Linked DNA regions of Sus scrofa: region 1 is linked to region 2. A link is a contact called in public HiChIP or PLAC-seq data. All regions are on one chromosome and are shown on one strand. Each heading gives the region's core, a stretch centred on a gene start, on an enhancer-like site or on the middle of the called end of the contact. The rest is flanking DNA. Distances are from core to core; before and after follow the strand shown. Region 1 has its middle 180 kb from the start of TANK. Region 2 has its middle 210 kb from the start of RBMS1.

Region 1 (6,567 bases), core at 757-3,256, 170 kb after region 2:
CCTGGAAGAAAGCATTTGACCCAAAGAGACCTCAAAAACAAGAGTTGACCAAGTTCAAGAGCCTTGTTCAATAGTCCCTTCTAAGGACGGACTATCCTGTCCTTCCCTGGCAACTAGTGAGGGCTTCTCCTCCACAGCATTCAGCACTCTGGCCATTGACTCACTTGAACTCACCTTTCCAAGTTGCATGTAGATGTCTCCATAGCCTGTTGGTTTTTAAACTTCATTGTGTATCAGAATCACATAGAGGGTTTGTTAAAACTCAAATGCTCAGGCTTCACCCTCAGAGTTTCTGATGAAACTGTTTCTGGGATAGGACCTAGAATTTGCCTTTCTGACATGTTCTCAAGGGTTGCTGATGCTGCAGGTCCAAGGCTGACACTTTGAGAATGACTGTCCTAGGCAATGTTGTAAGACCTTCAGAAGCATAGAGAAGGGAAATAGGATGCCATACATCCAGATTTTAATGACAAACATGAAAGAGAAGGTCCTTATATTTGAACTGGGAGGGGGTTAAACAGAACCAGCTTGAGATGTCCTCTGGACATGGGCAATGGTACAAAACACTGAGGAAAAAAAAACGGTTTGAAAATTATGGTGTGTTTTATCCCGGGGTGTCTAAAACTACAGTTCCAACTGGGTATACTTGGTCTCCCTAGTTGTTTTTGTTTTGGCTTGGTTTGATTTTTTTCTTTTTTCAGCAGCACCCATGGCATACAGAAGTTCCCTGACCTATGATGGAATCCAAGTCCTTAACCACTAGGCCACCAGGGAACTCCTCCATAGTTTTATTAGCAAGTCTCTGCCCTAGAAATTTTCTGAATAGATCACACTGGGAAAAGACATCTTGAGTCATTTAGGTGTGCTGTTCCACCTTGGGGAACATGTTGATTCCCCAACCAAATGGCATACATGTTCACTGAAGGTCTGGCTTTTTTACAACTGTGTCACATTTAGCAGAAGGAAAATACTCCTGAGACCTAGTCTCCCCTTCTCTGACATCCTTAAATGGGTATCAAATATGTCTAATTCTAACTTGAGAGTTTGATGTCTATGCTATGTCATCATCTATAAATCAAAATACAAGGCAACAATTGATTGTACAGGTTCTAAGTTTAGGAGGCTTGACTTTGAATCTCAGCAATTTTATTTTCAAGTTGCATGACCTAGCACATTTACTAACCTCCCTGTCTCTCAGCTTCCACATGTTAAAAAAAAAAATTGAGTATAGTGTCTGCCTCACACCATTCTGGTAAAGATTAAATGAAAAGTTGCTAAAGCATTTGGCAAGGGTCTGACTTGTGGCACATAAATATTGCTGGCTCTTCTTTATAACAGCACTTAACATAATGCCTTTCACATAATTACATCTTTAATAAATGTTTTCTGGGGAGTAGAATTGTCACCAAATTTTGAAAGTCTCAAAAAGTAAGTAGGATATATCTACACACTCTCATCCTCTTCTCTTTCTGTGCCCATACCTTAACAATGACAGGAGCCAGAAATTTATACTGCCCGGGGCCTGAGCATGTGTCCCTCTAAACCCCTGTTCCAGATCCTGCTAACGAAATTTAAAGAATGTGACAGCAGGCCTCCGTTGTTGAGAAGAGGAAAACAGCAGTGGCAAGCTCCCAGAGATGTGGTCCCAGTAGGCATTCAAAACCTCTGGTATTCTTAGTTCCCACTTATCTGCTTATCTTGGGTTGAGCCTTTGTTGGGATTTAAAAAAAAAAAAAAAAATTTTTTTTTTAAAGCCAAGCGGCCTTGTGAAAACCAGCTTCTCAGTAAACTGTATAGGCACTTCCTGGTTACCCGTGATATGGGAATAACCTTTAAACTAGTTCCATTTCTGATCCTGGCTGGAAACAGGAAATGCATGGGGTACAGCTTTAAACAAAAACAAAAGGAGCAAAAGATAAACCAAATTATCCCAGGGTTCAGAAGAGGTTTATGCTAAGTGTTAGAAGGTTCAGATTTAGCGAATCCTCCCCCAGTTCGCCCATTCCAGAAATTCCTTTTGAGGGGTGGAGGCGGGGAGTGAAGGGTTGTGCTAAATTGCACAGCACTGCCATCTTCAGGGCCAATGGGGAAAATTTCTCAGGGTCATTCAGATAAATCATCCTCCCAAACGCTTCATTTAAATATAATCAGATGGTTAAAAATTTGACAACAGACAGACTGAAACAGATTTTTCTACTGTTTCCAATGTTTGAAAAGTCAGTAGACACAGTTTTTTGTGGTGTACGCACATTTAAAAAAATATTTGCTGATTGAAAAGCCATTTACAATAAATAGGAAAGTTTAAATAGCTCATACTGCATTGCCAAATGATGGGAGTAACACAGACATAAACATATTGTTCTAGAAAAAAAAATTCCTTAAAAAGAAAAGTATGAATCAAATGATTTCGAAGTGCTGTTGGAACAGATGGTGTGATTAACAACTAGCATGTAAGCCATCTCAGGAGCTTACAGAGAAGTAAACAAATGCAAGGGGAAAAATCATTTTATTCCCCCAAAGAGTGTTTAGTTCATTTCATTAGGAAAATTCAAAAGCCTGCAATTTGAAAGTTGGATAATCCTAAGGGATATTGGAAATAAGAAGTGAAGGGAGTCTTTTGGAACAAGACCACATCAAGACAAATGCTGATGCTCCACGCATGGCCAAGGATGGGGGAGAAGCTTAGGCTGTCGTTGTCATTCAAAATGCTGGAGGCAGGTGGTGCCATGCAGAGCACACTGGCCTTGAATTGAGAGGGCCAGGTTCTCATCCTGGCTTCTAGCACCACCTGCCTCTGACCTTGGGTCCATCCTTGATCTCTTCGGACCTCAGTTTCTTTGTTTGGAAAATAAGAGTGAGAACCAGATGAGCTATACAGCTGTGCTAGAAAACGTTAATGTGCACCTGGGGATCTCATTAAAATGCAGATTTTAACTCTTAGGCTCAGGGTAGGGTCTGAGTCTGAATTCCTTACCGGCTCCCAGGTAATGCTGACACTGCTGATCCACAGACCACATGTTTACTACCAGGGTTCCAAAATCCCTTACAGTGATGGTACTCACATCTTCTGATATACTAGGTTTGACTGAGAGCAAGGTGAAGAAGACCACGTGTCTACCTGCCAGATAGAATGACTCAGAAATGTGTATGGATACAAGAGCATAACGAACTTACCAAATGTTGAATTGATTTTAAAAGCAACTCAAGTATTTCTTTATATTACATAATAAAGAGCTCGAATTAACTCTTTGGGCAAGTGGTATGAGAGAATCTTGGGAATTCAATGCGGAGACCAAACATATGGGGATGAGATGAAGGGAAGCTGGGAGACTGAGAATCAACCAGCATCCACATGGAATATTCAAGACCAATCCTGAGACCTCACGTTTTAAAGCTTCTGCTCTATGAAAGACACTGTTGAGAGAATGAGAAAACGGGAGAAATATTCTCAAATCACATATCTGACAAAGACTTGTATCCAGAATATGTAAAGGATTATCAGAACTCAAAAGTAAGAAAACAACCCAATTTTTTAATGGGCAAAAGACTTGAACAGATATTTAGCCAGAGAGGAAATGTGGATGGCAAGTAAGCAAATGAAAAGTGTTCTACATTATTAGCCACTAGGGAAATTCAAATTAAATACATGATGAGACACCACCATAAACCTATTACAAGGACTAAAATAATATTGACAATACCAAGTGCTGACAAGTGGTATGAGGAAACTAGACCACACATATATTGCTGGTAGAAATATGAAAATAATACAAAAATTGGAAAAGAGTTTTGGCAGTTTCTTATGAAGTTAAACATCAATTTACCGTATGACCCAGCAACCCCATATTTACATATTTACCCTAGAGAAATAAAAATATATTCACACAATAACTGGTACAAACATGTTTATAGCAATTCTACTCATAACTATGAAAACTAAAAAAAACTCAAATGTCTTTCAATAAGTGAATAGATAAATAAACTGTGGTACATAGGAACAAACTATTGATACTCACAACAATTTGGATGAATCTCAAAGGCCTCATTTTCAGCATGAAAGAAGCCAATCTCAAAATTTTCATCCTGTATGATTGCATTTTTATCACACTCTCAAAAAACAAAATTAAAGTGACAGAAAACAGATCAGTGGTAGCGAGGGATTAGAGGGGGGAGGAGAGGTGAGTACAAAGGGATAGAGCAAGGGAGTTTTAGGGGAAATGCAACTCTTCCCCATTCTGATTGTGGTTACACAAATCTACGCATGTGTTAAAATCCATGGAAATACACAGGCAAGAGTCATTTCTACTGTATGGAAATTGATTTTTCAAGTAATGCTAAAAACATTAGTGTTTTTCTTTTTAAACTTTGAGCAAATGTGTTCAGCCATTATGGAAAATAGTATGGAGATTCCTTAAAAAATGAAAAATAAAACCACTATATGATCCAGCAATTCTACTCCTGGGTACAAATCAGGAGACAACAAAAACTGGAAAAGACACATGCACTCCAGCATTCATAGCAGCATTATCAGCAATAGCCAAGACATGGAAACAACCCAAGTTCCTATCAAGAGATGATTGGTGTAGGAAGATGTAATACATATGTATGTGTGTATACATTTACATATATATATATGTATATATATATATAATGGAATATTACTCAACCATAAAAAAGACAGAAACATTGCCATTTGTAGCTATACGGATGGACCTAAATAATATTACACTTGGAATTCCCATTGTGGCACAACAGAAATGAATCCAACTAGTATCCATGAGGATGCAGGTTCAATTCCTGGTCTTGCTCAGTGGATTAAGGATCCATTGTTGCCATGAGCTGTGGTGTAGGTCCCAGACTTGGCTCAGATCTGGCATTGCTGTGGTTGTGGTATAGGCCAGTGGTTGCAGCTCTGATGCAACCCCTAGCCTGGGAACTTCCATATGCCTAAAAAGCAAAAAAAAAAAAAAAAAAAAAAATATATAGTGAAATAAGTCATATAGATAAATATTATATGATATTACACATAGAATCTAAAAAAAATACTAATGAATCTATGAACAAAACAGAAACAGACTCAAAGACATAGAAAACAAACTTCAGTTACCAATGGGGAGAAGGGGGTGGAGAGGGACAAATTAGGAGTATAGGATTAACAGATACAAACTACTATACGTAAAATAGATAAGCAATAAGGATTTACTATACAGCACAGGGAACTATATTCAATATCTTGTGATAACTTATAAAGGAATATAATCAGAAAAAACTGATAATTCTGCTGGATATCTGAAACTAATGCAATATTGTAAATCAATTATACTTCATTAAAAAATTGTTTTGAGTAGAAGTGAAAAGTTTTTGAAAGTCCGATTAATAAGGTAACTGCTTCCCAGCCACAAAAATGAGACTTACAGTGAACTTTTAGTATTAGCTACTGTTCCTCTATCTCCTCACACAGCCTTGAGAGACATTTCTGTACTCAAGGTCCAACAATTTATCATTTTAAGTCTATGTACTTTTCCTTTCAGAAAATTTATGACATGTCAAGCAAGCCTTTCGCTACAGATTACAGTCCAATCTTAAACACACATCAGCAGTGAGTCCAGGAGACCGACTCATTACCAGTAAGGCCCTGCCCTCCAAGAAACATAATATTTCTATAAAAATAAACTAAGTCAGGAGTTCCCATGTGGCTCAGCAGTTTAAGGATCCAGGATTGTCACTGTGGTGGCTTGGGCCACTGCTATGACGTGGGTTTGATCTCTGGCCCAGAAACTTCCACAAGCTGCAGATGAGGCAAAAAAAAATTTTTTTTTTTTTGTCTTTTTGTTTTTTTAGGGCTGCACTCACGGCATATGGAGGTTCCTAGGCTAGGGGTCAAATTGGAGCTGTAGCCACCGGCCTACGCCACAGCCACAGCAATTCCAGATCCAAGCCGTATCTGTGACCTACACCACAGCTCACAGCAACGCCAGATCCTTAACCCACCAAGCAAGGCTAGGGATCGAACCTGAAACCTCATAGTTCCTAGCTGGATTCATTTCTGCTGCAACAAGATGGGAACTCCCCCCGAAAAACTTAACTAAGTCAATTGATTTTCCCATTGTTTTAAGCATGTACCACTCCCTCAGAAATTTCATAGAAAGAATACCAACAATTCCTTTAAAAAGTGGGGGATGGGGAGACAGACAGACATATAGCTTAAGAAGATTCTAAACTTTATTAAATATTTAAGATTGTAAATTAGAGTGAGATGCCATATTTTTAATCTATCAGCTTTGTAAAGGTTACATAGAATAATGCTATACTGCATTGAGGCAGGTGTGGGGAAATGGGGCATGGGGGTAAACTGAATCTAATTTAGGAGGTCTGTTTAACAGTCTGTCAAAAATCTTAAAATATGTACCCCTTCTGGGATGGAAATTCAACTTCTGGGAATTTATTCTGAAAAATAATCAAGCAAGGATATTAGGTTTAGCATTGTTTTAGGATGAAATATTATGTGCCAAAGTTCTAAAATCTCTTAGATGGATAAAAAGACTCTATCATTCACTTTGTGGATTG
Region 2 (6,814 bases), core at 1,964-4,463:
ACCTCATAGTACTTTTGATTTGGATTTCTCTAATAATCAGTGATGTTGAGCATGTTTTCATGTGCTTGTTGGCCATCTGTATATCTTCTTTGGAGAAATGTCTATTCAGGTCTCTTGCCCATTTTTCAATTGGGTTGTTGGCTTTTTGCTGTTGAGTTGTAGAAATTGTGTGTATATTTTAGAGATTAAGCCCTTGTCAGTTGCATCATTTGAAAGTATTTTCTCCCATTCTGTAAGTTGTCTTTTTGTTTTCTTTTTGGTTTTCTTTGCTATGCAAAAGCTTGTCAGTTTGTTTAGGTCGCATTGTTTATTTTTGCTTTTATTTCTGTTGCTTTGGGAGACTGACCTGAGAAAACATTTGGAAGGTTGATGTCGAGAATGTTTTGCCTATGTACCCTTCCAGGAGTTTGATGATGTCTTGTCTTATATTTAAGTCTTTCAGACATTTTGAGTTTATTTTTTGTGTGGTGTGAGGGTGTGTTCTAGTTTCATTGATTTGTATGCAGCTGTCCAGGTTTCCCAGCAATACTTGCTGAAAAGACTGTCTTTTCCCCATTTTATGCTCTTGCCTCCTTTGTCAAAGACTAATTGACCATAGGTGTCTGGGTTTATTTCTGGGTTCTCTATTCTGTTTCATTGGGCTGTCTGTCTGTTTTGGTACCAGCACCACACTGTCTTAATGACTGACTGTAATATTGCCTGAAGTCTGGGAGAGAGATGCCTCCTGCTTTATTTTTGTTCCTCAGAATTGCTTTGGCAATTCTGGGTCTTTTGTGTTTCCATATAAATTTTTGGATTGTTTGTTCTAGTTCTGTGACAAATGTCATGGGTAATTTGATAGAGATTGCCTTGGATCTGTATATTGCTTTGGGTAGTATGGCCATTTTTACAATATTAATTTTTCCAACCCAGAGCATGGAATATCTTTCCATTTACATCTTTAATTTCCTCGATTAATGTTTTATAGTGCTCAGCATATAAGCCTTTTACCTCCTTTGTCAGGTGTATTCCCCGAGTAATACTTTAAATCATAAGCCAGATTGTGCCATCCCCTTAATTGAGAACTTAACTGGTTTCCTACTGCTTTTACATTAAAATCTAGACTCATCCCCATGATAGTCTACAAGTCCTGCCTTTTTCAGCTCTTGCCTTACATGATACACCTCTTACCACCCACCTTTCCCCTTGCTTTCTGCACTCTGGACACACTGGCCTCCCTTCTGTTCCTCAAGCACCCTGAGCCCTTTCTCTCCCATGGGTCTTTGTGTTTGCTTTGCCCCTTGCTCTGAATGGTCTACTCCACAGATACCTATCTCATTGTCATCCTTTAAGCTGTTGTTCAAATGTCCCCTACCCAGAGATATCTTCCCCGACTGCCCAACCTAAAATGGTCTCACCACTTACTCAGGTTCTCATCTGTTTATTTCCTTCATGGCATTTATGATTAACTGAATTGTTTTAAATGTGTATCTATTTACAATCTGCAATTCCTTTCTTTTTCTTTCTTTCTTTTTTTTTTTCTTTTTCTTTTTTTTTTTTGTCTTTTTGCCTTTCTCTAGGGCCACTCCTGCGGCACATGGAGGTACCCAGGCTAGGGACCTAATTGGAGCTACGTCAGAGCCACAACAATGCAGATCCAAGCCATGTCTGTGACCTACACCACAGCTCACAGCAATGCCAGATCCTTAATCCACTCAGCAAGGCCAAGGATCAAACCCGCAACCTCATGGTTCCTAGTGGGATTCGTTAACCACTGAGCCACGACGGGAACTCCTGCAATTCCTTTCTTGACATATTCACATATTTCCTTCCTTATTAAAATATAAGTTTAATGAGGGCAAGGTCCATGTTAGTTTGTCTATGTACCAGAACCTATTACAGTTGTTGTAAATGGTAGACATTCAAAAAATTTTTGTTGAATTAAGGAACACAGAAATTGCCACATCATTTGCAATGATCAAACATTGTAAATAGCTTAATGTACTGGCTAAACAAACTGGGGCATATTCATATAATAGAGTACCATGAAGGCATTAAAAAAGAATGATATCTGAATATACTCAAGCTATACGTGTGTGTGTGTATACATATATATATATACACACACACACATATATATATTATATATATATATATATATATATATATATATATATATATATATATATAAAATCTTCCATCATGCAACTGAGAAAAGCAATATCCCTCAAAAGAATTGAAATGGATTTGGCTTAAAAACATATTTAATAATGGGGAGTATGAATGTAGTTGGGTTTCAGGACCTCGAATGGTGAGTCTAAAGTTTCTCCTGATACAGTTCTCATCTGGGTGTGGTTTTGTTCTCCGCCTCCTCCCAGGAGATATTTGACAGTGACTGAAGACCTTGTTGATTTTCACAGCTGAGAGAGGGAGGAGAGGCTACTGGCACCTAGTGGGTAGAGACAGGGATGCTGCTCAGTGTCCTGCAATGCACAGGACAGATCCCCCCCCTCCACAAACTTGTTAGCTTCTAGTAGTGCTGAGGAAAAACAGCTCTGGGCAAGCAGATGCAATGCATCTGTCTGTTACCAGCCAAAGTCTGCCTGGAGTCCTGAGCTACACAGAATGGTGGTTCAGCTTCAAGTCTTTTCTTTTTAAAAAACCGCCCACCTCCAGCAGACATCATGACATATTTACCACCAACTACAAGAATAGCCAGGATTTTCCTACTTTATTCAGCCTGAGTAATTTCCAATTTTTAGTAGTTTTCTGCATAGTTCAGACGGGAGACATATTTCTAAAATATTTTAGGAGGTATTTGCTTTGTGACTGCCCTTCTGCTTCTCTTCTCTAGTGGATAATTAGAAGGATTTATTCTCTGGAGATGTCAAGTAGGCACCTTTCTCATTACCTAAATTCACTTAGAGAAAAATAAATCAGTATCCAGATGAAAGTGCAGGAAGTATCCAAGGGAGCTGTTTCAATCCAGAGAAAATAATTTCATTATGTATAATCAGAAAGCTGCTGAAGAATTCTTTACCTCCTCTCTTTGTAATAACTTTCCTACATTCCCTCGAACTGTGTTAAGGCAGGATTTATAACTCGCTTAATTTACAGTGCAAAAAAGACCCTCGATTCCCTAGCAATTTTTTTTTCAATCAGTGCAGGCCAAGTTTCAGGGTCATGTGAGGTGGGAGGGGATCATATGTTTCCCAGGATAGACTGAGGATATCAGTTTCAGTAGAAATGATGTTATCATCTATCTTTTAGAAAGCTCCAGTGAGAGAAAATCAAATAAGTGCCAGGGAACAGCACATTCTGGAGGCTGCTGCATAAAGAGAAGAAAACACTACAAGAATGTGGGGGATAAGCTTCAAATGGCATTTCTCCAACCCAAAGTCATGGCTCTTGAGTGGAGAAGGGCCATGCCACAGGAAGACTCCCACAGTGTGTGGGTGTCACACCCCTCCCTATCTTAAGCATGACAGGAAGAAAGAGGGCAAAAAGCTCTTCCTCAGTTTAAAGTACATCCAGGACCCTTGTCTTAGTCATTTCAGATTGCTAAGACAAAGTACTATAGACTGGGTGGCTTGTGAACCACAGAAATTTATTTCTCATAGTTCTGGAGGCTGGGACGCCCAAGGTCAAGGTTTCAGCATTGTTGAGTTCCGGGGAGGACCACTCCCAGGTTGCAGATGTCTTTCTTTTTTCTTTTTTTCTTTTCTTTTTTGCCATTTCTTGGGCCGCTCCTGCAGCATATGGAAGTTCCCAGGCAAGGGGTCTGATCGGAGCTGTAGCCGCGGCCTACGCCAGAGTCACTGCAAACCAGGATCTGAGTCGAGTCTGCAACCTATACCACAGCTCACGGCAACTCTGGATCCTTAACTCACTGAGCAAGGCCAGGGATCGAACCCGCAACTTCATGATTCCTAGTTGGATTCGTTAACCACCGAGCCATGACAGGAACTCCCCAGGTTTCAGATTTCTGGGAAATGGAGAAAAAGAAAAAAGGCAAGAGAGCTCTGGGGTCCCTTTTACAAGAGCACTCATTCCAGTCATGAGGTCTCCACCCTCAACCTAATCACCTCTCAGAGGCACCACTTTCTAATACCATCACATTGGGCATTAGGACTGCATGGTGGGACACAACATTTCAGTTCATTGCAGACTTAGCCCTGTGCTTTGGCCCCTGAGTCAGAAAAGAGAGGCTCTTCAAATTTGCTAACACAAGCCAAAATGGTAGAACTATGCTTCCCTATATCCATCCCTATGAGACAATGATCTAGGACTGCTTCTTTCTTTCTTCATGATGGGAAAACATTGGAGGTGGTGAATATAGGGTGAAGAGTGTCATGTCTGATAGTCTCTTGGGGTCAACTTGAAACCCCCCCCCCATTCCTCTCAGAGGATGGAAGAAGCATTGGATAGCACACCTACTGACACATCCTCACTCAAACACAGCTGATCCCCACCATCACCAATCAGTCTGGGAAAGTTAGGAGGCCTGGGTTGAACGGGTCTAATCTCTCCAAGTGAGTGCAGGCTCTGGGGCTAGGCTCTTGGACACAGATCCCAGTGTCAACATCCATGTCTGGGCCATCTGGGGGAAGTTACCACCTCAGCTTTCTTATCTTCAATGATCATGTCTACTTTTCTAGGTTAAGGGGAAGATTAAATGAGTGAATGCATGCAAAGCACCTAGCACTGTTCCTGTCATATAAAATGCTCAGTAAATGTCATCAGCTGCTATTATTGCTATTAATAACTCCAGTGGAAGCAAGGGATCTGCTCCTGGATGGGGAATAGGAAGTCAAGGAGGTGAAGATGTGTCTGTTCACGTGGGCCCTGCTTATGATCGAAGGGGGTTAATTATAATAATAGAGAACAGTCCATCCTCTGTCTCAAGGGCTACTGAGCACTTCATACTGAGCCCACCTTTCAGACATTTTGAGCTACATCCACCTCACGGAAATACCAGTTTAGTGCCCTCCAAAGGCACCCTCACTGGATGTCTGCCTTCCTCTCTTTTCCTCCTCGACTCCACCACTTACATGCCTAAATCCTACTCTCCCTCTTCAGAATCCCATGTAAAGTGGTCCCTGTCCCCTTCCCCTCATTCCATTTAGCTGGACCTTCTGCATCCCAGCACTAGCCTCTGTTCCTCTCACTCTGGGCCCTTAAAGGTAGAGACTCTACCTTTATCCCCAGCAACTATACCAGTTTCCAACACCTAGTGGGTCCTTAACAGCTGTTGGTGGAACAAATGGTCCCTGGGTATCATATTCCTAAAGACATTGCCTCAGATAATCTGGGATTGTAACTTAACTCTTTACATACATGCTCTCTCCCCCTGACCCTAAAGGAACCTCCTTAAGAGAAGGAAATATGTTTATCTTGGTCTAATGATATTGTGCAGATGCTACAAGTGGCCTGCTCCTACATCCCCAAACCTTCTCATTGTGCACATGCAGGGCCAGCTTCTGGACCAGCATTTCATCTCTTCCCCTATGGGCTTTATTTGGCAGCCAGCCCCTCCTTTGTCCTGTCCCCTGTCCCACTGCACATGGAAGATCAGAAATGTCAGAGGATTAATACCACCTAGGAGCAGCCCTCAAGCAATAACTGACGGATTTGGTATATAAATACCTCACCCCTTGGTGAGATAACTCTGAGGAGGGTGTTCTACATTGGCTGCAAGAAATCCCAGCAAGATTAAGCTCTAGTTACCCAAAGGGGTAACTTGATACAACATACTTTATTGGCTACATACTACATACTGCTTGGACTGCTATAACTAAATGCCATAGACTGGATGGTTTATAAACAGGAGAAATTTATTTCTCACAGTTCTGGAGGCTGGGAAGGCCAAGATCAAGGCACCAGCATGATCGAGCTCTGGTGAGAACTCTCTGGTTCATTGCCAGCGCCCTCTTGCTGTGTTGTGTGGACACAAGGCAGTAGGGTTGAGGGATGTCTATGGGGTCTCTTTGATAACAACACAAATCCCAATTATGAGCGCTCCACCCTCATGACCCTAGCACTTCCCAAATGTCCTACCTCCTGATACTATCATTTTTAGAGGTTAGAATTTCAACATAAGAATTTGGGGGAGGACACTTTCAGACCAGAGTAGCTACCTACCCTTCCCTGTCTCCCCTACCAGCATTTTCTAAGTATACCTTCCAAATAAACTACCACAATGAATCCTTGAAAATCATAATCTGCTTCTGTGATGACCCAGACTAAAGCAGATATGAAAAAGTCGTACAAACATCCTGCCTAGGGATCAGTGAGTGATGACACCAAGGACCGAGAAAAACAGATGGAACTGCTCTTCCATGAGACAAGAAAAAAAAATTGTGAGAAAGAGGAGGGAGGTGGCACAAATCTGTGCCCTGGGATAATGGAAAGAGAAGCTGGGGGGAGCTAGAAGGACCTGGGGGTAAACCTTGTCAAATGAGACATAAATTGCGCCGAGGGCTATGGTAGGTGCAATTGACTCTTTCTTTGCCTGTCTTGTGAGATCTTCAGCAAACCTGCCATTGCTCACTGAGAAGCTCAGTGGGAGTTGATTCTATCTTCAGATGGTCAGAGGTGCCGAGTGCCATCTAACAGTGTGTGTGACATATCCACAGAAACCACCTGTAGGGTCAACTGGATATCTGACTTACATTTGTATCATTCCCAAACCTAGCTCAGAGCTAAAGCACACAAGAACTATTTGCTGAATTCTTACTGAATGACTGCATGAATAAATGTAAATTTCCACCTTTTGATAGGCACATAAGTTAATAGGCAATGACAATTATTTTCTGTGTCCTCTAATTGAAACTGC

What was found. HiChIP or PLAC-seq counts read pairs in DNA pulled down with a chosen protein or histone mark.
Region 1: a contact with region 2 is called in an H3K27ac HiChIP or PLAC-seq map of skeletal muscle, with 5 times the contacts expected there. The contact joins two enhancer-like sites. A contact is called at or near these places in 6 of 47 Hi-C or Micro-C datasets (embryonic fibroblasts, heart right ventricle, retroperitoneal adipose tissue and 1 more) and 2 of 2 datasets of contacts at active chromatin or transcription factors (alveolar macrophages and skeletal muscle).

The regions. Positions count from the first base shown.
Region 1 is chr15:67,787,600-67,794,166 of Sscrofa11.1, forward strand. No RefSeq gene overlaps it. Among named protein-coding and RNA genes, the nearest start is that of TANK, 180 kb to the right of the region's middle. Within about 2 kb of position 2,007, at least 48 of the 83 cell types and tissues checked have an H3K27ac peak or open chromatin away from gene starts, as enhancers often do. A contact at or near this core is called in skeletal muscle, where this site is marked.
Region 2 is chr15:67,611,413-67,618,226 of Sscrofa11.1, forward strand. No RefSeq gene overlaps it. Among named protein-coding and RNA genes, the nearest start is that of RBMS1, 210 kb to the left of the region's middle. Within about 2 kb of position 3,214, at least 11 of the 83 cell types and tissues checked have an H3K27ac peak or open chromatin away from gene starts, as enhancers often do. A contact at or near this core is called in skeletal muscle, where this site is marked.